2 separate regions of the Arachis hypogaea genome follow, and region 1 is linked to region 2. A link is a contact called in public Hi-C data. All regions are on one chromosome and are shown on one strand. The core of a region is the stretch at or near the end of the contact, and the rest is flanking DNA. Distances in the headings are between cores, read along the strand shown.

Region 1 (7,218 bases), core at 1,579-4,078, 360 kb before region 2:
AAAGACAAAATTAATAATATGTCTTTTATTTAATTGGATATATATATATATATATATATATATATATATATATATATATATATATATATATATATCGTCGTATGCATATTTGATTGAAATTATATATTTATTTTTTAATTTTATCATTAATTAAAAATAATAATATAAAATATTTTTAGTAAATTATTAAACACAGTTTCTCTAAATAATTAGTCTAGCTTCACTCCTACGTTTCTTCATGTGAAATATATTCCAAATATACTTAAGATATGTCAAATTTTTGTTGCGTCATAATCGAAAATCTCAATATTTGAGATACGTTTATAGTTAAGTTTTTCTTACAATATCTGAGATGTGGTACATTGTGTATTTAAATAATTATTCTATATTTTATGTATTTTTGTAATTTATATATTTATTTAATTTAAATAAAAAAATACGATAATTAGGGTTGGAAGTGAGCCGAGCTGAGTCGAGTTAGATCAAGTTCAAGCTCGGCTCACAAAAATTGAGCTTGGCTCATGTCTCGACTCATTAACAATCGAGCATATTTCTTAAGTTCAAACTCGACTCATCGAAAGCTTACGAGCTGATTCAAATAATAGAAACATAAATACATAATTTATAATTCTATATTAATAAAGTATAACTTATATATTTTAAAAAATATTTAAAAAGATCAATTTTATATATTGTTTATTTATCAATAAATTATAAATTTTTTATTTATATTTTACATAAAAGTTATATATAAAAAATAAATATAAAATTTTAAATAATTAAGATCATTAATATATAATTATATATTACTATTTCATATGTATATATATAATATTAAAAATATAGATTAAATACATATAAGATATGTGTATTAATATATACATATGGTGAGTTCTATGGTGTAGAAGTGATTGTCTTTCTATATGTGTAGAAATGTAGTGTCCACTTTCTTATTATGCCAAGTGTATATGAGAGAGAATTAGAAGTGACACCTTAAAGTGAATGTTCAGATGCAACATTGACATTTACTATTCTCATCACTTGAAGGATTAGTAACATTTTTAAATCTAATTAAATTTAGGTGGGTTAATTAAAGTGAGAGAATCAAAGAAGACAATAGACTTACTTGAGTTGGACTTTTTTTTATATTGATTATTGTGGTGATTAAGATCTGGGTTAATAAAAATGACTCCAAGTAATTTCGGATTATGGTTCCTTATTTTATTTTTTTATTATTTATTATATTGCTGAGATCTGAGTCATTTAACAACAAAATTTTCTGTAAAATACAAAAAATTTGCAATTGAAGTCGAATTGAATTGTGACTCTAGAAGTAATACTTTAAAAAAGTCTAATTATTTTTATGTATCTTCATATGAAAAAATATTTATACCATTAATTATATTTTTATAATAAAACTATTTGATATATTTCATTTAAATTACATGTTATGATTGTCAAATTGGTATATTGAAAATTTGATATTATTATATTTTAATGAAGTATATAAATATTTAACGAAGTACTTTTTTATATATACTCAATCAATAGTTGAAATTCATTCAACTTCTTTTATAGCTTTTTGAAAAGAAAAAATATTACGGTCATATTATTATTATTATTATTATTATTATTATTATTATTATTATTATGTCACGTTAATAAAATTGGTACATATAAAAATAATATACTATGAAAACATATCGTATGTATCATGATATGAAATATTTCAGTATTTTTAATTATTAATTTGAATTATAAAATTAATTTTAATAATTGTTAATTTTAATTATAATATATTTTAATTAAAATCAATAATTAAAAATAAAGAAACACAAAAACCATAGTACATGCATGTGAATGCTTCTTATTTTACCATGTGACATGTATTGTAATTTGTAAACCTTAATCTACATGTAATAGAGTATATTTATTTCCTATTCATATTTAAAGCTTTATAAAGTGAATGCAAGTAAGATGCTATTTTTCATGACTTCATTTGTTATCCATTCTTTTTTCATAATTATTAGTGCTATAAAAAAAATATGATAGCATAAAGCAGTTGAATTATGAGTTTAAAATTTAAATAATTATTATTACGGAAAAATCGAAAAAAAAATATTTGGACTCATATTAATATTCACACAATAATATAATGATTAAGGGTTAAAATAAGAGAGAACCATAAAATAAGAATAGGAATTTTTTTTATTTACTTCTATGCCAATAATCAATTTAAAAAAAAACCCAACTCACTTAAGTTTATTATCTTTTTATTCTCTCACTTTAATTAACCCACCTAAATTTAATTAAATTTAAAAATGTTACTAATCCTTCAAGTAATGAGAACAGTAAATTTTATTATTGCATCTGAATATTCACTGTAAGGTGTCACTTCTAGTTCTCTCTCATATACACTTGGCATAATAAAAGAATGGACACTATATTTCTACACATGTAGAAAGATAATCACTTCTATACCATAGAATTCACCATATACATATATAATCAAGACAATTCACAAACTAATAGTCAAGAAACAATAGCTCAAATGGTATAGTTTTTATATATTCAATTAAGAGGTTGGGAGTTCGAGTCTCTATATTTTCGGTAAAAAAAAAAATTCACAAACTAATAATTATGAATTTAACTCCAGACATAAGCCTCTCACCAACTTAAAAACTTAGTTTATCGAATTATTAACAAATCCTGGCTCATGAATTTGCTTGTCTGACTTCCAACCCTAACCACAATGAATGACCGCTTCAAATTTCAAATTCACAATAATTGGCCAAAATATCTTCATTTTTCATGCTAAAAAGTAAAAAACGCTCTCAAATGGAGAAATAGTCAGACAGGAGAGAGAAGTCGCAGTATGAGATCAAAATGTGAAATTCAAGAACCACCTTTCTAACGGTCACCCCTTACACTCATCCTCGCTCAGACAATTTCCTTTTTTCTTCGAAATGCTGAAACCCTATTACCCATGCCTCATCCTCCATCACCCTTCAACTTCTCTCCTCTCTCCCACAACCACCATTGTCTGTGCCTCCAACAACCGCCGCCAGGCCTTCTTCAAATCTCAGCCGTCCAATCTTAAGATTCTCCAGCTGGCATCCATCGTCGCCATGAACCTCAAGATCCTCCCGGAACCCTTCAATTCCCTCGCAGCCGAAATCGCCCGCGGCCACATCACCCCGCTGAATCTTCCAGAACCTTCCATCCTCACCCGAATCGTTGCGCCACCGAAGAAGACCGGCAACAAGAAGAGAAAGAAGAAACTCTCGCTCTTCGCGTTGTTCGCGTTGGTGTGTTGCGCTGCGGGGTTTTGGTCCTTTAGGGTTTCGGATCCCGACGTGTTTGTGAGGGCGTTTTTGTTCTCTATTGCTGGGGTTTCGCTGATTCGCATGAGTTTGGGCAAGAAGGCGATTAAGGAATGGGTTTTAGGGTTTGCGGTTGGCGTTTTTTTTATGGCGAGTTGCGGATTTGGGAAAGAGGACCTCAAATTTTGGGTTGAGAGGCTTAGGGTTTGTTCTCCGGCGAAGCTAATTGTAACTAGGAAAAGGAATAGTAGACTTGGGAGAATGTTCAAATGAAAAAGCATTGCATGATTTTTCTTTTTTCTTTTGTTTTCCTTTGTATCAAAATTGAAATACTCTGTTCTTTGATTCATGAAAAGGGAAAAGTTAGTTTGTGATCACTGAGGCATTAAGTGGTACTGAGATCATTGATCTAAAGGGGATACAAAACTCAGATGACCTGTTTGTAATCTCCTAACTTTACTATCATTGTTATGATCTACTAAAAAGTGACTGTTATAAATATTTGTAAAGATAAGTGATCAATTTATTCCTATGAAGACTATATTTTCAGCAAACATTTAAAGTTTATGGTTTCTTGATAGGTTGTAGTGAAATCTGGAGAAGCAGTGATAAAAGTAGAACCAAAACTTGATGAAATTGTAAAATTTCCAGGAAGGGGAATAATTGTTACAGCTACTGCTCCTTCAGGCTCAGGATTTGACTGCTACAGTCGTTTCTTCTGCCCGAAATTCGGAATCAACGAGGTAAACTAATGTTCCTTCAGTTGCATTATTAATATGATGATGAATTGTTGATGCAGACATAAGATCTTAGTAAGATAAACTTATATATATATATACCTGCATTATCTCTTAAGAGAAGTTGTTCATTTAGTACAATTATAAAAGGGTGTTGTATCATATGTATATAAGGTTGAAATAGAATCTTAAATTAAAATCAAATAGATCAAATTAGAAGTAGTGATGAGATGAGGTCATATGGTAAATTTAACTTGCAATTTGTTTTAGGATCCTGTTTGTGGTACTGCACATTGTGCCATAGCATCATATTGGAGCAAGAAGCTAGGCAAGTGTGATTTAAATGCTTATCAGGTACTATTCTTTAATTAACTTATTGTGTGATTAATTATCTTTTTAGCTTAAACTAAATTTTATTCAAACTCAATATTATTTGATTAGGCATCAAGCAGAGGGGGTGTTTTCAATATTCATGTTGATGAGAAGAAGCAAAGAGTGCTTTTGCGTGGGAAGGCTGTTATAGTGATGGAAGGCTGTATTCTGGTGTTACATAATTACACGTATTTGGATGAAGAATGACGTGTTATTTGAAAATTTGAAACCTAGTAGTATTTATGTTGCATCGTAAAAGATCTTAAGGGACAAAAAAATAAGTGGAGTTAGCTTGAAAGGCAGAGACCACACCAAAATTTAAATAAAGGTGATAAATGGATGTTGACATGATGTTCCAAAAAAATGTACACCTCTTTTAATTGTTTTTGGAATAATGATTTTTAATGATATTTAGAACTTCTGAATTACTAATCTCTCAGTGGATTATGTATATAATTCAAAATTTTACAGAAAACTTAGTATGATTATGCTCATCTAGTCATATTTGTTGAGCTGAATAAATTGTTCCGATCAATCATACAAGTTAAGAACGGAATGAATTTACATGATTTTTTTTAGGATTAATCTTTACATACAAGTGTTTTGTATTTACAAGCTTTACAAGTCTGAACGAAATCTATTCATTAAACACACTGCTTGTTACGTGCCTTTCTAACAGAATTTTAAATCAATTTAAATCAATTAACGCACAAATATATAACTTCCATTTTTCAAAAGATTTTGTTTTTTTTTTTCGAGTTTTTTGCCAAATTTGTTGGATCTCCTTCATGCGTTTTCTCTTTGCTTTGTTTTTTTCGATTTTCATGGTTTTTGAAATCAAACTTTGAAATCATTTTGAAGATAATAGAACTTTCAAAGTACACCCAAACGATTACATAAATACACCCAAACGATTACAGAAATACACCCAAACGGTTACAAAAAGGATTACAGAAATACACCCAAATGGTTACAGAAATACACCCAAATGATTACAGAAATACACCCAAACGATTTAAGAAATACACCCAAAACAGGAGGAGACAGTATATTTCTTCTTGAAATCTTTTAATGTTTTGCTGGTTAAGGATGAGGCACATGGCAAAGACAATTTAGAAGAAAAACCTAGAAGAACAGTAAAACAGTACCTTGAATAATATTTCTTCCTTTTTTCTGGTAATTTTTGGAGATTTGTATCTTTTCTTCTTGATTTCTTCTACTCTTCGTGAAGAATTGGAATGTTTCTGCAGAATCGTAGTAGTTTGTTTTGAATGTCCCTTAAATCTTGATGATTTGCGTTTTGATTGAAGAGGAAGAGGAAGAGTAAACGTGTTGTGGAAGGGGCGCGTGTTTTTTTCTTGATGATTTGCGTTTTGATTGAGGAAGAAGACGAAGAGTGAACGTGTTATTGAAGGGACGCGTGTTTTTTTTTTGGATTTGGAATAACTTGTATAACTTATAAGTTAAAAAGGCTTGTATGTGTAGCAGACCTCTTTTTTTTAAATTTAGATACCTCGTATTATTCTATCAAATCCTAAAAATCTCTCTTGCAACATAGTTCCTATAAAAGCTATATTATCCAATAATGCATTGCTCCAATTCTGCTCCCAATGTAACAACATTTTCACCACTTATTATGAATTTCTCCTAATTCTCAACAAATTACCCAAGCTTCTAATTTTAATTTATTTATCTATTTTTGTAGAGTTATTATACCTTTAAGAAAAACTGCACCATGTGTCAAAAGGAGGCACAAAATTTGCTATCAACCGCAGATGGTAATGTGGTCATTTAATTTATCCACTTCTTTACTTATCTGATTAAAAAATTCCTTATGCTAATTTTCATATTAATTTACATTCACATGATTCCTAGGTGAATACATCATATATGCAGATAGAGGAAGAGTCACAAATCTCAGAAAAAATAATGAATATGAACATTCAAGTGAACCAACCAAAAAGTCAACACCAAGTGGTCAAAGACTACTCAAAGGTTATGAATTAGTAGACCTAATGGAAATGGCAAAGACCAATAAATTGAAGAAATTGGAGTTCACCAAAACTAGGAGCGTGAGAATGACTTTCAACGAGGAAAAGAAAGATGGCCCTCTCAAAAATTGGTCCAACAAGAAAGCCCAACAAAGGCCCAACAAAAATAACAACCCAAATCATGTTGGGCAATGTTGTTGCAAAAATGAATCAAATGCAAACACTAGCCCAAAAATGGATCAAATACTATATTTACTATACTTACCGTAACAATTATTTTAGAATGACCCTAACTAAAGCTGATGAGAGAGAAGGCTCCTCAAAATAAAACACGAAGCCGTATAGTTGACAAAGCAAGAGGATATGATTATCATATGGAACCATGGCTGAAATGAAAAGAATAGCGATTTCAAATAATCTAGTTAGAAAGAATAATATACAAAAATAAATTAGAACATTGCACTACTAGACAAGTGAATCCGTAAACTTGGTTTGTTTAGAAGAATCGACAATGTTATCACATGTTGAAATTTTAATAAGATAATCCTTGCACATTTATTAGAAGCAGCAAATCATGAGATCCAAAAAATACTATATGACATGATTTAAGAGAAATCAGATTCGACAGATCATGGCATGCTGTTATTCCATAGGATCCATACGCTATAATGCTATATTATATTCCACCGCTACATCGATCAATAGTGTATTATAATCAATTATTATAGATGCAATGAGTGGATTACACAAATTAATAAATTAAAATTTTCTATTTTTAAAATTAATTTATTAAAT
Region 2 (6,895 bases), core at 3,299-5,798:
TAATAGAAGTTAACATGATACCTTAAATTACATATCAACATACTCCTCCACATTCTAATTGACAATCAATACAATATATTTATAAAATTTGGTTAAATTATGAGTCCCTAAATAACAAACCTTAATCTTAAAATATTGTATACATATCCCTTTCTTATGGAGTATAGCTGCAGTGGTTTAGACGGCAAAATTTGAGGTCACCAGTATGATGGGTGATTGAAATAGAAGTCGCAGCGATAAAAATGATCAATTTGGAGGTACCGAAAATATTTAATCAACTAGAACGAAACTCTAACTCTAAAAACAAATTTGAATTCCAGAAAAAAACACAAACAAAAGTAGACTTTAACAACGGTACAATCCTAAAAGAAGTTCAGTCAGAAAAAAAAATTCCTTTTACAAAATCGAATTTCATGAAGAAAATGCAAACATCAAAATCAAACAACAAAACAAACACTAAACATAAACCATGAATAGAGAAATTAATAGTCAGTAGACTCCTTTTAACATTCAGAAAAATAATACTCTGTGATCAAATTTTATGAATCAACAAAGAATAAAATTCTAATCCTACAAACGATTTTCAGTTCCAACAAAAAACACTAACAAAAAATAAATAAATTTTATCATTAATACAATCCTAACAAGTTTAGTAACAAAAATCCCTTAAATAATGACGAAAATGGTCGTCGGTCACATATGCAATCATTGCACCGAAGTCACAACGGCGAACTCGCAAACACACGCCGGATGCTTCAATCGGCGACAATGATAAAGATTTCTTTGTCTTCTCCTCAACGACGTCGAAAAGGAAGTGAGAGGGAGAGTTTTATGAGAGAAATGTTATTTCAATCACTATCTCTCATCCTTTCTTGCCGTCCCATATGTGAAACTTGAACCAACTCTTGCCGGAGAAGACGCATCACAACACCTGCCATTAATAGCGCGTCGAAATCCAACCTAGTTCGTCTTCCAATGAGCGTCTTTGCTGGATTTAGAGAACAACGAAGAACAAGGTTTTTTTTTGTTTACTGAGAGCGAAGGGAAATGTGGTTGAAGAATGAAGACTGATCCATACGATGCTGTTTCGATGAATCAGTTCTCTTTGACTTAAAACGATGTCGTTTTATATGGTGAGATGTAATTTAACGTGTTAGATCAGCTTTCATTAACGGTGTTGGCGAGAGAAATGACAGAAGGACTATCGTGGCTAACTTAAAATTTTTTAGGGATGAATTTGATTAAAAAAATATTTTGGAGACCAAAACAGAAATCGTGTAATATTTTAAGAACCAATTTAATTATTTAATTTACTCAATTATTAATTGTGTTTTATCTTATAAATAACTGTCAAGAATGTGTTAGGTAAGTTATTAAAATCTGGTGTTCTATCTAAAAAAAAGTTGTTTAGAGAAATCATAAAAGAATACTATATATTTTCATTTTTGCTTTCACCTCTAATTGTCTTTAAAATGCTTAAGAAAAGAGTTGGACAAGTAACAATTGTTGATATGATTGATGATTTGCAAGGCAAAGAGGTATGGAGGGGCTACATGTCACAATCAGCAGCAACAGAAAATTACAATCAAACCATGATGAAGTTACCAAGATTTGCCTATGTGACAGTTCTTCACTCATCAGAAGCATATGTTTGTGGTGCAATAGCATTAGCACAAAGCCTCATTCAAAGAGAATCAAGCACCCTTCAATACAACAATTACATCATAGATCTTGTTCTTCTTGCAGATGATTCAATTTCTCCCAAATCCATAAGGGGTCTCAAAGCTGCAGGGTGGAAAATCAAGCGCATAGAAAGGATCCTTAACCCTTATGCTGAAAAGGGTACCTACAATGAATGGAACTATAGCAAATTAAGAATATGGCAACTCACTATGTATGACAAAATCATATTCCTAGATTCTGACCTATTAGTCCTCAAGAACATTGACGATTTCTTTAGTTACCCTCAATTATCCGCCGCGCCTAACGATTTCACGTTGTTTAATTCGGGGATGATGGTGATCGAGCCGTCGCAATGCATGTTCAGGCACTTGCTAGACAAAACTTTAGAGATCAAATCATATAATGGTGGTGACCAAGGTTTAATCAATGAAGTAATAACATGGTGGCATAGGTTACCAAGAAAAGTTAATTTCCTTAAGAACTTTGAGCCTTTGCCAGGGGAGAATGAGAAACATGAGATACCAAACGAGTTGTATGTGATGCATTACTTGGGGTTGAAGCCATGGATGTGTTACAGGAACTATGATTGTAACTGGGACATGTTAAAATTACATGTTTTTGCTAGTGATTCAGCACACCAAAGGTGGTGGGAGGTTTATGACAACATGCCAAAAGTGTTGCAAAGTTATTGTGGACTTTCTAAGAAGATGGATGAGAGGAATGTGAAGAGGAGACAGAGGGCAAGAAATAATAGAAATTTCAATGATGATCATTGGAACATTCAGGTTAAGGATCCAAGAAGGAACCGTCTTGCGGATCATTATAATTAATTAATGATTAATGTTAGGTACTCAATTTTTTATTAATATTAGTCAATTTTTTTAAAATTTATTTATTTATCTTAAATTTTAAACTTTAAATTATAAAATTTTAATTTTATACTTTAAATTATAAATCTTAAACTATAAAGTTGATTGTATTAATTAACTAAAAATTGTTTCTTATATTTTTTTCTTAATTATAATATCAAAAATACATACACACTAAAAATTAATTAATATATAAATTCTGATCACACTCGAAATTTCTTACCACTTATATATGTATTAATTCATGTTTATATAAAAAATATGGTATTATATAAAGAGTTTTACACTATAATTTTTTTATTATTATTTTAGAGAATTGTAAGAATTAAACAGTTTTTTTTAATAATTCAAAATGTTATAATTAAGTAGTCGTATAAAATAGTTTTAACTATTCCAATAAAATTTAAAAAGTAGCTAGTTCTAGCGGTTATAAGAAAGAGAAAATGTCATTGTTGTTAAAACTATATGCACAAAGTTATTGCTGTTAAAACTATTATATTATTTTTATTGTACGCTTTCATTGTTAATTCTGTTGTAAATTTTTAGTATCATTGTTGTAGCAAATGTATTATGATGTGTTTTTTTTAAATTAAAAAAAAATTTGTAGTGTGTATTTAATATATATAGAACGAGAAATTATTATAAGTCAAACGAGAAATTAATACCCCGTGTGCTCTATCCGTCTGAGAGTAATATCCTCTTCCTAATGTAATTAATTTCAGTCAATTACATTATATATTGTGCAATATTTTTATTAATCCACTTTCCCATAAAGAAAAAGTAGTACTCCAAAAGTCCAAATATTTATTTTAAAAAATTTTAATTAGATATTTTAGTCCTCAATAAATTTTAACTATTAAATTAGTTTACAGTTTTTATTTTCTAAGCAAATCATCATACATCATATTTTGCTAAAATATTTAGAAAAATTAATTCTATCATTATTTAATAAATATATAAAATCTTTTAAAAACTTTTTAAAATTCTCATATCAAATTTTTAAAATAAACAAACAAAATAATGTATATTTATCTATGAACTAATAATTTAACAAATGATTTGATAATTAAAATATGTTGACACAAAGTGTAACAAAAATTCCTTATAAAGTGTTTTTGATATTACTTAAAAAAGAGAAATAAAAACCTGCAATTAACTGATTATTATTCTTTATTCCTTAAGTCTTTACGTCGTACATATTCATATTGACCTGTATTTATTTATATTTTGAACTTATTCGTATACGACTTTGATATAGGTATATCTAATGTGTAAAAAAAATAATTATTAACTTAATTATGTATATAAAATACATTAAAAATAAATTAAATACGGAAAGAATGTCACGTATGATATTCGGACACTGATATAAACATCGGACATGACACGAGACACGTCAATACGTAAATTTTAAAATATTATAAGACACGCGGACACACATATTAAAATATGAAGTATTTAAAATATTATAAAATATAAAGTAATCGTAATAATATTTTGATATTTTATTGATATTAAAATATAAATTAATTTAATTATTTAATATTTTATTTTAATTATGTCAAGTATTTAAAATATTTTTTGTTTTAATAAATAATAATATATATTATATCTAAATTTATTTTAAAAATATATGTTAAAATAAAATTGAATATACTAATACGTAATAATATTTAAGTATGTCTATATGTATCTAAAAAAATATTTTTTGTTTTTTATTAAGATACAGTTGGACACAACAGATACCAAACACCAGTAAATATCGTTTATAAAATATGTCTAACACGCAGATACACAATTCAGAGAATAGTCCGTGCTTGATAGGATGGGACTAAAAGTTACGAGACTTAATTACGAGTGGAATTTATTTTAAAATACCCCAAGTGATTTTAAAGTGGATTCAAATGTAACAATGGAAATTAAAGATGATTTTGTGATTGTTGTAATGATATGATTGCATGAAGGACCATAAGATAAGAGTGAGTCAACTAGTGACTCGGTGACAGTGGTCACAACACCAATTTCCACACGCATTATCACATAACATAGCAAATAGTGATAATACACTTTCTGTGATTCTCTTGTTGTTACCGACAACATAAATTTCATCACATGATTGTATCACACTTGGAGTAAGAGACATGGTGAATAATGTGATGAAAGAGGCACAAGGGAAGATGATTCTTGATTCAGAATGGGTTGCAGCAAGGTCCACTGAGGTTCAGTTCAGTGGCATTCAGCTCACCACAACCAACCCTCCTTCCACCGCTGCCCCAACTTCCCCACCATGGATGCATGCTCTTGTTCCCGGAACGTAATCCCTCTTTCTCTTTCTGTTTCTTTATTACACTAAATTATCTTAAGATCCAAAAAGAAAAGATAGAGATAAGAGTCAGAGACAAGAAAAGTTCTGTTTTTGTCTCTGTTTTCATTTCACTATCTTTAGTCTTATGCTACCTTTAACATTAGAGACATTAACGAGATAGTAGTTGACTCTTTTAGTAGCTTTACTTGCCATTATATTCTGCACATTTGTTAGAATGAGATAGGTATTTTGGATAAACAAATAGATACAAATTTGTAGCTTTTAGTAACATTTTTCCAGTTCTAAGTTAACAAATGCAGCCTTATTATTTTAGCTGCAATGATCCATGCACACGCTTGTTGTTTCTTTGATACTCTCTTCGTTCCTCGTTTTCGGATTCTGTTGGAGTTACAGATAAAAAGGAACAGAGTTCTCTGTTGAAACCTGCTTCCTTGTGAAAGTTTTGAGTTTTGAACATGATTTGAGACTTAAATTGAATTGGTTTAAGTGAGTTTCATTCATTTTCCATTTTCTTTCTTGTGACAGTGTTTTGGGAACCTTGGTGAAGAACAAAGTTGTGCCTGATCCTTTCTATGGACTTGGAAATGAGGCAATCTTGGATATTGCTGATTCTGGAAGAGACTATTACACTTTCTGGTTCTTTACAACCTTTCAGTGCAAGCTGGTAGGGATTCTCCTCTCTCATATGATGCAATTTCAAAAGTTTGAAACAGTATCATGATATATAATATTTATATAATTTTATTATTCAAGTTGGACTTTGGTGTAAGGCCTTTTCCCCCATCATAGCATATAGACTCCAAATTCTAACCGAATTCAGTTTATCCTTTTCTTGGTTGAGCCTTTTGCAGTCAGTTAACCAGAAGTGTGATCTGAACTTCCGCGGAATCAATTACTCTGCTGATGTATATCTAAATGGGCACAAAATGGTTCTCCCAAAAGGAATGTTTAGGAGGCATTCTCTTGATGTCACTGGTATTCTCAATCCGGATGGCAGTAACTTGCTTGCTGTTCTAGTTCACCCACCGGATCATCCAGGGACAATTCCTCCTCAGGGGGACAAGGTGGCGACCATGAGGTCAAAGATTAAATTACTGGATTTAATCCATTGAATTTTTCCCTCTCAATTGCTTAACTTTTCTATTTTGTTGATTTTTATAGATAGGAAAAGATGTAGCCACACAGTATGTTGAAGGTTGGGACTGGATAGCTCCTATAAGGTAAAGTTGATGTTGCTTTTAATTTGATTATCTGAAATTTGAAGAGTTTCTGGACTATCTAAAGCTAATGCTAGAGTTAATTTGATTGCAGAGATAGGAACACTGGAATATGGGATGAAGTTTCCATTTTTATTACTGGGGTGAGTTTTAAGGAATGATTTAAGTTCCTTGCAAACTTCTTTTTTTTCTCTTTTTTCCAATAATTTTGTGATCCATATAAAGCACATGCCTTTTAAAAAGAAAATGCATTTTAGCTTTCCAAACTTTCATTAAATCATGATTGAATATTAAAATATTTCCAAACCATCAAAGAGTTGATTTGTTAAGCTTGTTTTTTCCATGCATCCCCTTATAATTAATTATTTGATAAATATGATCAAGCATATTTGCATTTTTATTTTTAATATAGTTCATAGTACTTCTAGCTGCTCTTTGATAGGATGATTCTGGTGTCTATATTTGGCGCAGCCGGTAAAAATAACCGATCCCCACTTGGTGTCCTCATTTTTTGACAATTATAAGAGAGTATATCTACATGCCACAACTGAGGTGGAAAACAGAAGCTCCTCAGCTGCTGAGTGTTCTTTGAAAATTCAAGTGACAACAGAACTCGAGGGGAGTGTTCAATTGGTGGAGAAGCTTCAAACTCAAATGCTATCAGTTCCTCCAAAATCTCGAGTGCAATTTACTTTTCCTGAGGTCAGTGACTGCAATCATTCTGCCTGGGAAAATGCTCAATCTACTGCTTTGTTGTTTCTGGTTTAACCTTTTGAAACATGAAGAACTTAATCTTTAAT

Evidence for each region. A called contact is a pair of places that touch in the nucleus more often than the background predicts.
Region 1: a Hi-C map of leaf shows a contact between it and region 2, with 6 times the contacts expected there. The contact joins the promoter of LOC112776891 here to the promoter of LOC112775615 in region 2.

Annotation. Positions count from the first base shown.
Region 1 is chr19:44,372,306-44,379,523 of arahy.Tifrunner.gnm2.J5K5, reverse strand. It overlaps LOC112776891, which reads left to right and starts at 2,828. Exons shown (of 4, transcript XM_025821162.3): 1 at 2,828-3,527; 2 at 3,905-4,066; 3 at 4,331-4,414; 4 at 4,502-4,860. The coding sequence starts at 2,967. The coding sequence ends at 4,639.
Region 2 is chr19:44,017,457-44,024,351 of arahy.Tifrunner.gnm2.J5K5, reverse strand. LOC112775615 (mannosylglycoprotein endo-beta-mannosidase-like) reads left to right here and starts at 4,548. Exons shown (of 12, transcript XM_025819368.3): 1 at 4,548-4,866; 2 at 5,404-5,542; 3 at 5,730-5,928; 4 at 5,931-5,956; 5 at 6,040-6,098; 6 at 6,190-6,238; 7 at 6,567-6,797. The coding sequence starts at 4,694. LOC112779746 (putative UDP-glucuronate:xylan alpha-glucuronosyltransferase 4) reads left to right here. Exons shown (of 2, transcript XM_029295738.2): 2 at 1,531-2,513. The coding sequence ends at 2,513.